Linked DNA regions of Canis lupus: region 2 is linked to region 1. The links are chromatin contacts, called in public Hi-C maps. All regions are on one chromosome and are shown on one strand. The core of a region is the stretch at or near the end of the contact, and the rest is flanking DNA. Distances in the headings are between cores, read along the strand shown.

The links. Hi-C and Micro-C count contacts between places; a contact is called where the count stands out from the background.
Region 2: a contact with region 1 is called in a Hi-C map of blood, with 2.1 times the contacts expected there. The contact joins the promoter of PFDN1 here to the enhancer-like site in region 1. A contact is called at or near these places in 2 of 9 Hi-C or Micro-C datasets (amygdala and blood).

What each region holds. Positions count from the first base shown.
Region 1 is chr2:34,591,605-34,596,527 of UU_Cfam_GSD_1.0, reverse strand. The region is part of intron 3 of PFDN1 (prefoldin subunit 1); the gene reads left to right. Among named protein-coding and RNA genes, the nearest start is that of PFDN1, 53 kb to the left of the region's middle. Within about 2 kb of position 1,892, at least 3 of the 20 cell types and tissues checked have an H3K27ac peak or open chromatin away from gene starts, as enhancers often do. A contact at or near this core is called in blood, where this site is marked.
Region 2 is chr2:34,645,259-34,649,946 of UU_Cfam_GSD_1.0, reverse strand. It overlaps PFDN1 (prefoldin subunit 1), which reads left to right and starts at 2,429. Exons shown (of 4, transcript NM_001252417.1): 1 at 2,429-2,466. The coding sequence starts at 2,434.

The DNA.
Region 1 (4,923 bases), core at 643-3,142:
TGGTGGCGCTAGACTGTGGAGCCACCGGGGCTGCCGAGATAAAATTTTTTATATATTTTTTCTCTATTAGTTAAATATAATGTTGAAGAATATGGCTTCAGTATGCAGCAATAACAGCAGTTTCTGAATGGATCCAGAATTAGGCATACTGATGAGATTAATTTCTCCAGCAAATCTCTGCATTTGTGGGACAACCACGGGTCTCTTGCTGCAGAGGCACGCTGAGACTGTCAAACAAATGAGGAAAATACGTACCTGTTGCAAGCAGGCAGATCCTGGCAGAGCAGAAGGGGTTGAGCAACATTACTTTTTTCCTGGTCAGAAAATCCACTAATCTTCCTGAGAGTAAATTGAGGCCAGGGCTATAGCTGAGGAACAAAGGAGGTGAGGAGGATAAGCATTTCTCCTTTTAAAAATTTCTACCTTTTGTAGGGAGGGAGCGGCAGTAATCTCTGTACTCACCGTGGGGCTTGAACTCACAACCCTGAGATCAAGAGTCTCATGTTCTACCAACAGAGCCAGCCAGGCACCGCCCCCCCCCCACCCCCTGCCAGATGCCTACCTTTTAACATTATACATGTAAATCATTTGACACTATGCATTTATTATCAAGTAAATGCTCAATAAATAGAAGATTTGTTGTTTACATATGGTGGATGCTCAGGAGCGACTTACTATTGAGCATATTGCCACCAAATGTTTATAAGATAAAGTGTTTTTTTAAATTTGGAAAAAAATTGAAGATAAATATACAAAGCTAACTTAATGAACACCTGTTCACTACCCAGGATTAATGTTAATATTTTGTAATATTTACTTTTTCATTATTATTTTACAAAAATAAAACAATACTAATGAAATTGACATCTCCTTTGTAACTTCCTTTCCAGGCCCACCTCAGTTTTCTTCCCATTCACCAGAAGTAACTACTGTCCAGTTTTTTGTATGTATCTTTCCATTCCATGTTTTTTGGCATCTTATATTTAACAAATAACATCATAGTGTTCGTATCTTTCAGTAACTTTTTTTTTTTTAAGTTCTCCCCACACTAATATATGTAGTTCACTCATTTAAATTACTCTAGGGTATTCCATAAGAGCAAAGGACCCATTATCTATAGCTTCAGTATATATCATGTCAGTGTGCCCAGAGGGCCCAGTGACTTCTTCCATGCATAGCATAAATACAACCATTGGTAGGGCTAGTTGAGGGGCTCAAGGATGCAAGTGCCAGCAGATTAGTGATGTCTGCTGCTCTGCTGCTCTTATTTCCTAATAGCCATGGATTCCTTGGTGAAGCCATCTCATGAATTTCATGGCCTTTCCCTGTGTTTTATTTATTTTTTATTTATTTTATTTTATTTTTCCCTGTGTTTTAAAAGTAGAGATCAAATATTCTTCATAGAGCCAGAACTAGAATCAGGGAAAGAGAGGAAGATGAGTAGGAACTCAAGATTCTAGATTCCAACCACAATAATCATTTTACCCTGCAAGAAATGGAGGTTGCTGTACTGTAGTTGAATATTCCTAGTAGCTGGGCCTTATAAGTTAGTAGTCCTTTTCTTATGAAATGATAACCCTCCTAAACACCACCAACTCTTTGAATAGAAAGATTGTAAGTGGCTCCTAAGTGATCTAGCATCTGGAAATTGAAGAAAGGGCTAAGTGAAAACCACCCTTTGAATCATGTTTGCAAAGAAGTGTGCCAAGTGCTCTTTTATTATTCCAGTGTCATTATAAATTTAATTGGTGTTATGTCAGCTACTTAGATCAGAGCTAATAGCATATTAAACTCCATTCTGTTTGTACCAGTTCCATGGTAACTTGGGTGTGTGTAGAGTTGGGACAAGTGGCAGCTGTGACGTCTGGTCTGTAGAGTAATTTCATCATGGTATGAGCTCCTGGATCACCCCAGATGGAGAAGTGTCACTGGGTGATGTGAGCTGACCTCCTGGTGCCCTTTAGAGTACTGCAAGCAATGTGAGCAAAGACTCTAGGTTGTTTGGCCTATAGGTTTAGCTTAGAGTTTGAGAACCGTAGTAATCTTTGGTGATACTGAGAGGTATAACTATTATTTTCCCTTTTCTCTTTCTTAATGAAAAGAAAGCACATTTGGGGGGAAAGCTTTATAAATAGCTCTTTGATATTGTATATTTGTAGTTCTCCAGTTCTGCCCTCTGCTGACCTAGACAAATCAGCAAAGGGAGGTGCCTATGAGTCATCAATCTGTGCTTGTGGTAGCTTTGAGCTCTTGCTTGTTTTCACTGTTCCCATTCCTTTTATGGGTTTCCGGTTGCCATATCTCTATTTTTTTAGTTGTATAAATATGTTCCTCAATTGGAAAGTAGTAATGTGAGCACATAGAAGTTTCCTTACCCTTGTTTGTTCATTAGTTCTCCCAAAGTACTTAATTAACTCATTAATCTAAATATTTAGTGTTTACACTTATAACATTAAAGTTAGTTTTCAGAAATTAATACGTCAGTTTATTTTACCTTGGCCCATTTGTGTGTGATTCTCTTAAGTTTTTGGGTAGAGCAAAGACTGATTTGTTGTGAAAGTAATTCATTAGGAGCTTGCCTTGCTATGCCTGTTTTTAAGATTTATTTAGTTGTTTTAGAGAAAGAGAGAGCATGACCAGAAGGGGCCATAGGGAGAGGGGGAAAGAATGACAAGCAGACTCTATGCTGAGTGCAGAGCCTGACATGGGGCTCAACTCGGGGCTCAATCTCAAGACTCTGAGATCACTACTTAAGCCAAAACCAAAAGTTGAAGGCTTAACTGACTGCGCCATGCAGGCACTCCACCATGCTTGTTTTTAAACACAGGGCTTTTATGCCCTGTCTTTTCTTCTTGGTTCAGCATTTTGAGAAGACTGGGAATTTCTTTTTATTTTTAATTGAGGTAAAGTTCATGTAACATAAAATTGCAATATTGTGCAACCATCTCCACTCTCTGATAGAACATTTCATCACCCCCCAAAAGAAACCCTTACCCATGGTCACGGGCCATTTTCCCTCTCCTCCAGCACCCAGCAGTCTTATCTGTTGTCTGTATAGATTTGCCTATTATTATATTCATATAAATGGATCATACAGTGTGTGGATTTTAGTATCTGGCTTCTCTCACTTAGTTCCATGTTGTCAAGGTTTATCCATGTTGTAGCATGAGTCAGAACTTCATTCCTTTTTATGGCTGAACAGTAAGCATTCCCTTGTAGGAGTATATCACCCTTTGTTGTTTCCATTTTTGGGCTATTGTGAATATTGCTGCTATGAACATTCAGAAGTTTTGTTTGGACACCTGTTTTCATTTCTCTTGAGTATACACCTAGGAGTGGAATTGCTGGGTCATGTGACAGTTTTAGCTTCTAACTTCTTAAGGAATGGCCGAACTGTTTTCCATAGCAGCTGCATCATTTTACATTCCCACCAGCAGTATATGAGAGTTCTGATATCTCCACATCGTTTTCAGTACTTATTTTCTGGTTTTGATTATAGTCATCCTGGTAGGTACAAAGTAGTGTCTCATTGTGGGGTTTTTTAAGTTTTTTATTTTTTTGATTTTTATTTATTTATTTGAGGGAGAGAGAGAGAGAGTGCAAGAGCACACACTACAAACAGGAGTTGGGGAAGCAGAGGGGAGGTGAATGGGGAAAGAATTCTCAAGCAGACTCTGGCCTGAGTGCCAAGCTCATGAGGGGCCTGATCTCATGACCAAAGATCATGACCTGAGTTAAAACCAAGAGCTGGACACTCATCCACCCGAGCTGCCCAGGCACCCCTCATTGTGGTTTTTATTTGCATTTCCCAAAGGACGAATAAGGTTGAACATATTTTGTTGTGCTTATTGAACATTTATATATGTATATATTTTTTTTTGAGAAATGTCCTTTTAAGTCCTTTACCCATTTTTTAATCCTGTTATCTTTTTGTTGTTAAGTTGCAAGAAAATTGAAATTCTTGATTTGCTTGGAGCAGAGAGTAGTGCTGAAATGACTTCAGGTGGTTGCCTCATGTACCTCCCTGTAGTCTTACCCTCACAGTTGAGTCAGGCGCACCTCCACTTCCAAGAATTTGAGGTGTTGCCCTTACTTCCTCTCTGAGAAGGCACACCCTTTTCTACCTACTCTTATCATGCCTGCAGGCCAAACTCCACTGTACATACTGTTGATTGGATTCTCTAGCTCTTGTAAGACTAGGGCAAACTAAAGAAAGGCACCCTGAAGTAGTAAAACTTACCTATTTGCTCATTTGGAAGGCTTGTAGAGAGAGTATTTGGCCGAGAGAGTCCCAGAGTTATAAGAAGATTGTAACAGATTCCTCTAGTCTATAAAAAATAAGCACAATAGTAATTGAAGATTGGAGACATCTGGGGAGCAAATGGGAGGTAAGGAAGTGGAGGGAGCTACTAAAAGCTTGGTTCAAGAAATTGTGCTAAGAAGGAAAGGAGAGAAAGGGGAGAGTACTTGCAGGGAATGTGAGTACACGAAAGTGTTTTTTAAATAATCTGCCTCAACAAGAAAGATTTTGCAGAGAAAGAAATTGAAAATTAGGAAAAAAAGGAAAAGGCTTACTGCAGCAGTGAGTTTTGAGAGGGTGAGTGGAGATTGAACCAGTGCCCAAGTGGAAGAGTTGTGTTCTGACAGAAGCAGGGACACTGCATTTTAACACAGGGGAGAGAAGAGGATATATGTATAGGTGTGGGTCAGGTAGTAGATGTGGTAGCAGAGGGAAGAGTGAATTCTCATGAGATTGCTTGTATTTTCTCAGTGACCTGAGATGGAGAGGGGAAGAGAGAGTGAGTATAGATTTGAGGAGACAAGATAAAGTATGAAATAGTTATTTTGGAGAATACACAAGTGACCTTATTAAAGTAGTTTAATAGGATAGTAGGACAATGTTGAGTGCTCATTTGAGATTCA
Region 2 (4,688 bases), core at 1,180-3,679, 53 kb before region 1:
ATCAATAAGAAAATTGAACTCAGAAGGAAAGAGTGGTATGCAAAAGGAACAATGATCAGAAAAATTGAGAGAAGATTCTTTCCTAAGGTCACACTGCTCTTAAGTCGTGCAGGAAGTACTTGAACCCAAGTTGTCTGATACCTTAGCCTATGCTTCTAACTTTTACTTTACATATGTCTCTATGAGGAGTGTTTTAAAATCTCATGAGGTAATGTACAGGAAAGTGTCTGAGACTTTCTTTGAATTTTAATATTCAGTAATTATTTTATTTATTATCTATAATGAAGTTCTAAGAAGGTCTCAGTGTAGAATTAGGCTTTTCTTTTCTTTTTTTAAAAGATTTTCTTTATTTATTCATGAGAGAGACACAGAGTGAGAGAGAGGCACAGACACAGGCAGAGGGAGAAGCAGGCTCCACGCAGGAAGCCCGACGTGGGACTCGATCCTGGGTCTCCAGGATCACACCCTGGGCCAAAGGCAGGCGCCAAACCGCTGAGCCACCTGGGCTGCCCCAGGCCTTTCTTTCTTTACCAAATTAGAGCGAAATGACAAATTTTCTTCTGAAGAATTCATTCTTACTGTTTATTTTGTATTTCTTCCCTGTGAGGTACTGTGATAGGCGTCCTGGGTATAAGTGGGAGAACCATTATTTCATAGTTCTTTATTTCAAGGAGCTTACAGTTTGCTAAGAACTTTTTTTCAATATTTTATTTATTTTAGGAAGAGAGAGCAAGTATTAGCTGGAGGGAGGGGCAAAGAGGGAGAGGGAGAGAGAATCTGGAGTAGACTCTGTGCTGAGATAAGAGCCCTACTCAGGGCTCAATCCCACAAAGGCAAGATCATGACCTGAGCCTATACCAAGAGTCAGATGCTCAACTGAACCACCCAGGTGCCCCTGAATTTTTTTTTTCCAGGTAGGAAGTATCATGTACCTGAGAAAGTAATGGATGTAGCCTTGGAGAGAGTTCAGAGGAAAGATTATTTTTGGTCTGCGTGATGAGTGATACAAAAAAGCAAAAAGATATTGGAAGAGGTGGCCTGCTTCCTAGAACTTGAAAGACAAACATAATAATGCTAACTACAAAAAAAAAATAATAATGCTAACTACATTAACTTAACTATTGAGTACCTACTGTGAGCACAGTGCTATACTTGGAGCTTTTCTTGGTCTTACTTATTCCCTACAATGACACTGTGAGGTCAATATTGTTACTCTCCAATTAAATGAAGATGCAGGGGCAGCCCAGGGGGCTCAGCGGTTTAGCACTGCCTTCTGCCTAGGGCCTGATCCTGGAGATGTGGGATCGAGTCCCACATTGGGCTCCCTGCATGGAGCCTGCTTCTCCCTACCTCTGCCTGTGTCTCTGCTCCTCTCTCTGTCTGTCATGAATAAATAAAATCTTTTAAAAAAATAAATGAAGATGCAAACTCTATTGTCACACAGCTATTGAAGTGGAACCAGACAGACCTAGGCTCCAGGTAGAGCAAGCTTTGAATTCAGATCTGGCTGGCTCCAAATTTCCTGCCCTTTCCCTTCCCTCTCAAATTTTTAATGTAGGCAACACCTCCATCTCTAGTTTCTAAAAGTCTAACTACTAGTCATTCTTCTGGTTCAGCTGCCAGGTCTTTTACAGCAGATCCTCAAAATGTAGTCTGCAGGTAGACTTACATCAGGTCATCAGGTCATTTTGTGTTTGTGTAAACACAAAATTCCAAGCCTCCATCTCAAAGATTTTAAGTCATTAAGTTTGGGATGAGGACCAGAGAATCTATATTCTTTTTTTTTTAGTAAGATTTATTTATTTGAGAGAGAAAGCACTCTCACAGGGGGTAGGGGCAGAGGAAGAATCTGAAGCAGACTTCTTGCTGAGCGTGGAGTCCAACTCAGGGCTCAATTTCAGAACCCTGAGATCACCACCCAAGCAGAAACCCAGTTGGACCCTCACCTGACTGTATCACCCAGGTACCCCCCAGAGAATCTGTATTCTTTTAACAAATTTATTTGGCCTCTCCAGAACCACTGTGCCTAGAAAGTCTTCCACCAGATTTCAGTAGAAATACATTCTTTGGAAGAACGCGTACTAAAACTTCTGGATTTCTCCATACTGGCATTCTTGAGGTGTAGGCTGATTCTCGGATTTCCCCGAGAGCACAGGGACTCGTTGAAGTAATGAATGCCTGAAGATGTTTTGGCCTTATCTACATACAACTCTATTCAACGAGCACAAACTAAGCTATTTGTCAAAGTGCTTAAAACCACACTCAAAATCTGTGTGCCAAGCCTGATAAGTCACGTGGAGGAAGACGTAACCTGCGTCCCTAGTATTTCTAGAAGCCCTGCTGGTCCGACTCATGCGCAGGCGCAGAAGGAGGCGCGCCCCTCCCCCACCCTCTTTCTGACTCCGGCTGCGCAGGCGCACCGAGTGAACCAAGATGGCGGCTCCCGTGGATCTGGAGTTGAAGAAGGTAAAAGAGGGTCCTGACCTGCCCGAGTCTTCTGTTTGGGAAGCTAAGGGGACTGTGGATAAGAATATCAAATGAAGCTCGAATCCTGAGGAAGGGAAGAGGCCCCAGGGAACTGGGGAGTGATTTCCCAGAGTCCTAAGGCGGGTCTAGGTCGTAGGCTGGCGGGAGGCGAGCAGCTCTCTCTGGGTAAGAGCCGGTTGGGCTAGTCTGGATAAGGCTGGCGGGCCGGTGGCTGGCGGGTCTTCTGGTTCTGAGCGCCAGAGCCTTTTCGTTGTGTGGATCCTTCAGTTCCATAGCAAGGCCTGAAGTTCCATAGCATTTCAAATTGGAGCTCCTTCGGGGAGCTTGCTCGAGCTGAGGCATTTGTAATTCTAAAACTTCATTTGCTTTGGAAGACTTCAAGTCCACCCAGTGTTTTTAGGCCACTTACTCGATCCCATACTTTAAAAGGTCGCAATATTTACGTACCGTTCAGAGTTAGTTTCATAGCAATGCTTTAACTCAGGGCTTTAACTCCCAGCCCTCCCTCTATTCCCCTTTTCTTGAAGGACTTGTCAAAAAAAAGAAGAGTCCGTAAAATTTTCCAAATAAAATTGTTATCAGAAGGATTTGGATTTGTCTCTTCAAACAGTTGCTTATAAATGTGTTTTACTCAAAATGTTTTTTGCCATCTAAGGCTTGTCACGGAAAGGATCCTGGACCTTATCTCCTTTAATCCTGTACTTTTTCTGGAAAAGGAAACTGAATTCCAGAAAAGATTTAGTCAAAAGTTGGGACTAGAATCCACTATTCTCTACGCCACATCTTTTGATTATTAATTTAGGTTCTCCAGAAGAGCAAATTTTACGTCTTAACACTACTTCTGGTCAACCTTTGCATATGAACTAGGACAGCTGAAATAGTTGTTGCTCCTAATAAATGAAGCTATTTGTTATTGCTCTGTGGATTGTATGTAATGTGCTTTTTGTATTTCTTCTTTTGAAACTTGTAAATTTAGTCTTTAACGTGGTGTTCCCTAATACCCTAACATCTCAGTTTAAACAATATACCAGCTTCCTTAACAAAGTGTGTACAGAACAATCAGGTATTACCTGGAATTTTACATGCAAAACAAAATTCATCGTAAGAAATCTTAACACATTCTAAAAGTTTACCTTTCTTCTGTTAAGGTTCAAATGTAAATCAGAGTTTAGTGAAAGCAATAGAATACAGCTGTGAATGGATTTACCTCCTGGTATTTGAATTAGTTTCTTAATAGAAACCCTTGGACAATGACTGCAAATGATTGGAGACCTTAATTGGATAGTTTTGACGGCTAATTAAATTAACTAAAAAGGAAACTTGTTTAAAGGTTTTATCTTCTAGTATCTTTATAAGGTTTTGGTGTTGTTTTTTTTTTTGTTGTTTTTTTTTTTGTGGAGACTAATAGGAAATTTCAGGCACCTCCAGTCTCCCCTGATTAGTTTTTAAAAACTTACTAGTCATCAATCAGAAAAAAGTTTAGTAGCCTTTGCCGTGTATTGCAGTCACAAATGTTATTATTAAGGCATAAGTTTGACAGCATCTGAAAGTCATTCCCAAACTTAAGAGTATCCAAGAACTATGTTTATCTTTGAGATGTGTACACGAGGGGTCAAATTTGGCTTGGTATTTGTGTATGAAGATCATGATGCAGTTCTACCAATGCTTTGTTTTCTTTGTTTCTAATCTTTATCTCAAAAATATTTGTATTTTGAATATTACTGTAGACAGTAGAATAGAAACATTCCTGAACTAGGGGTCAGAAGAAATGGATTTAAGTACCCGTCTTTCACCTGATAGTTGTTGAACTCTGTGCAGGCCACTTATATCTCTTTAATAAATTTGTAACTTTAATTTGTAAAGAGTGATGATGAAACTGCCATCCCTAACTCATAGGATTATTGAGAGGACTAAATGAGATATTAGTAATTCCTCAGTGTTCTCATATTAATATTCCCTTGTTAGTATTTCAAACAAATAATGGGAAAGTGTTTTGAAACATAGTCATGTAACACAAATGAAGTAAGTCCTTGTGTTTACGGTTCTTGTTTTGAATCCCTGGGTTTCATCCTCTGACTCTTGCATTTATTGTTTTTATTACTCCTTGGACACCTGCTCCTTCATATGGTTATTTAATGTGCATTTGTTCTGCTTCAAATAGACTGCATCTTCTGAGGACAAGATAAGTTCATTATTTAGTA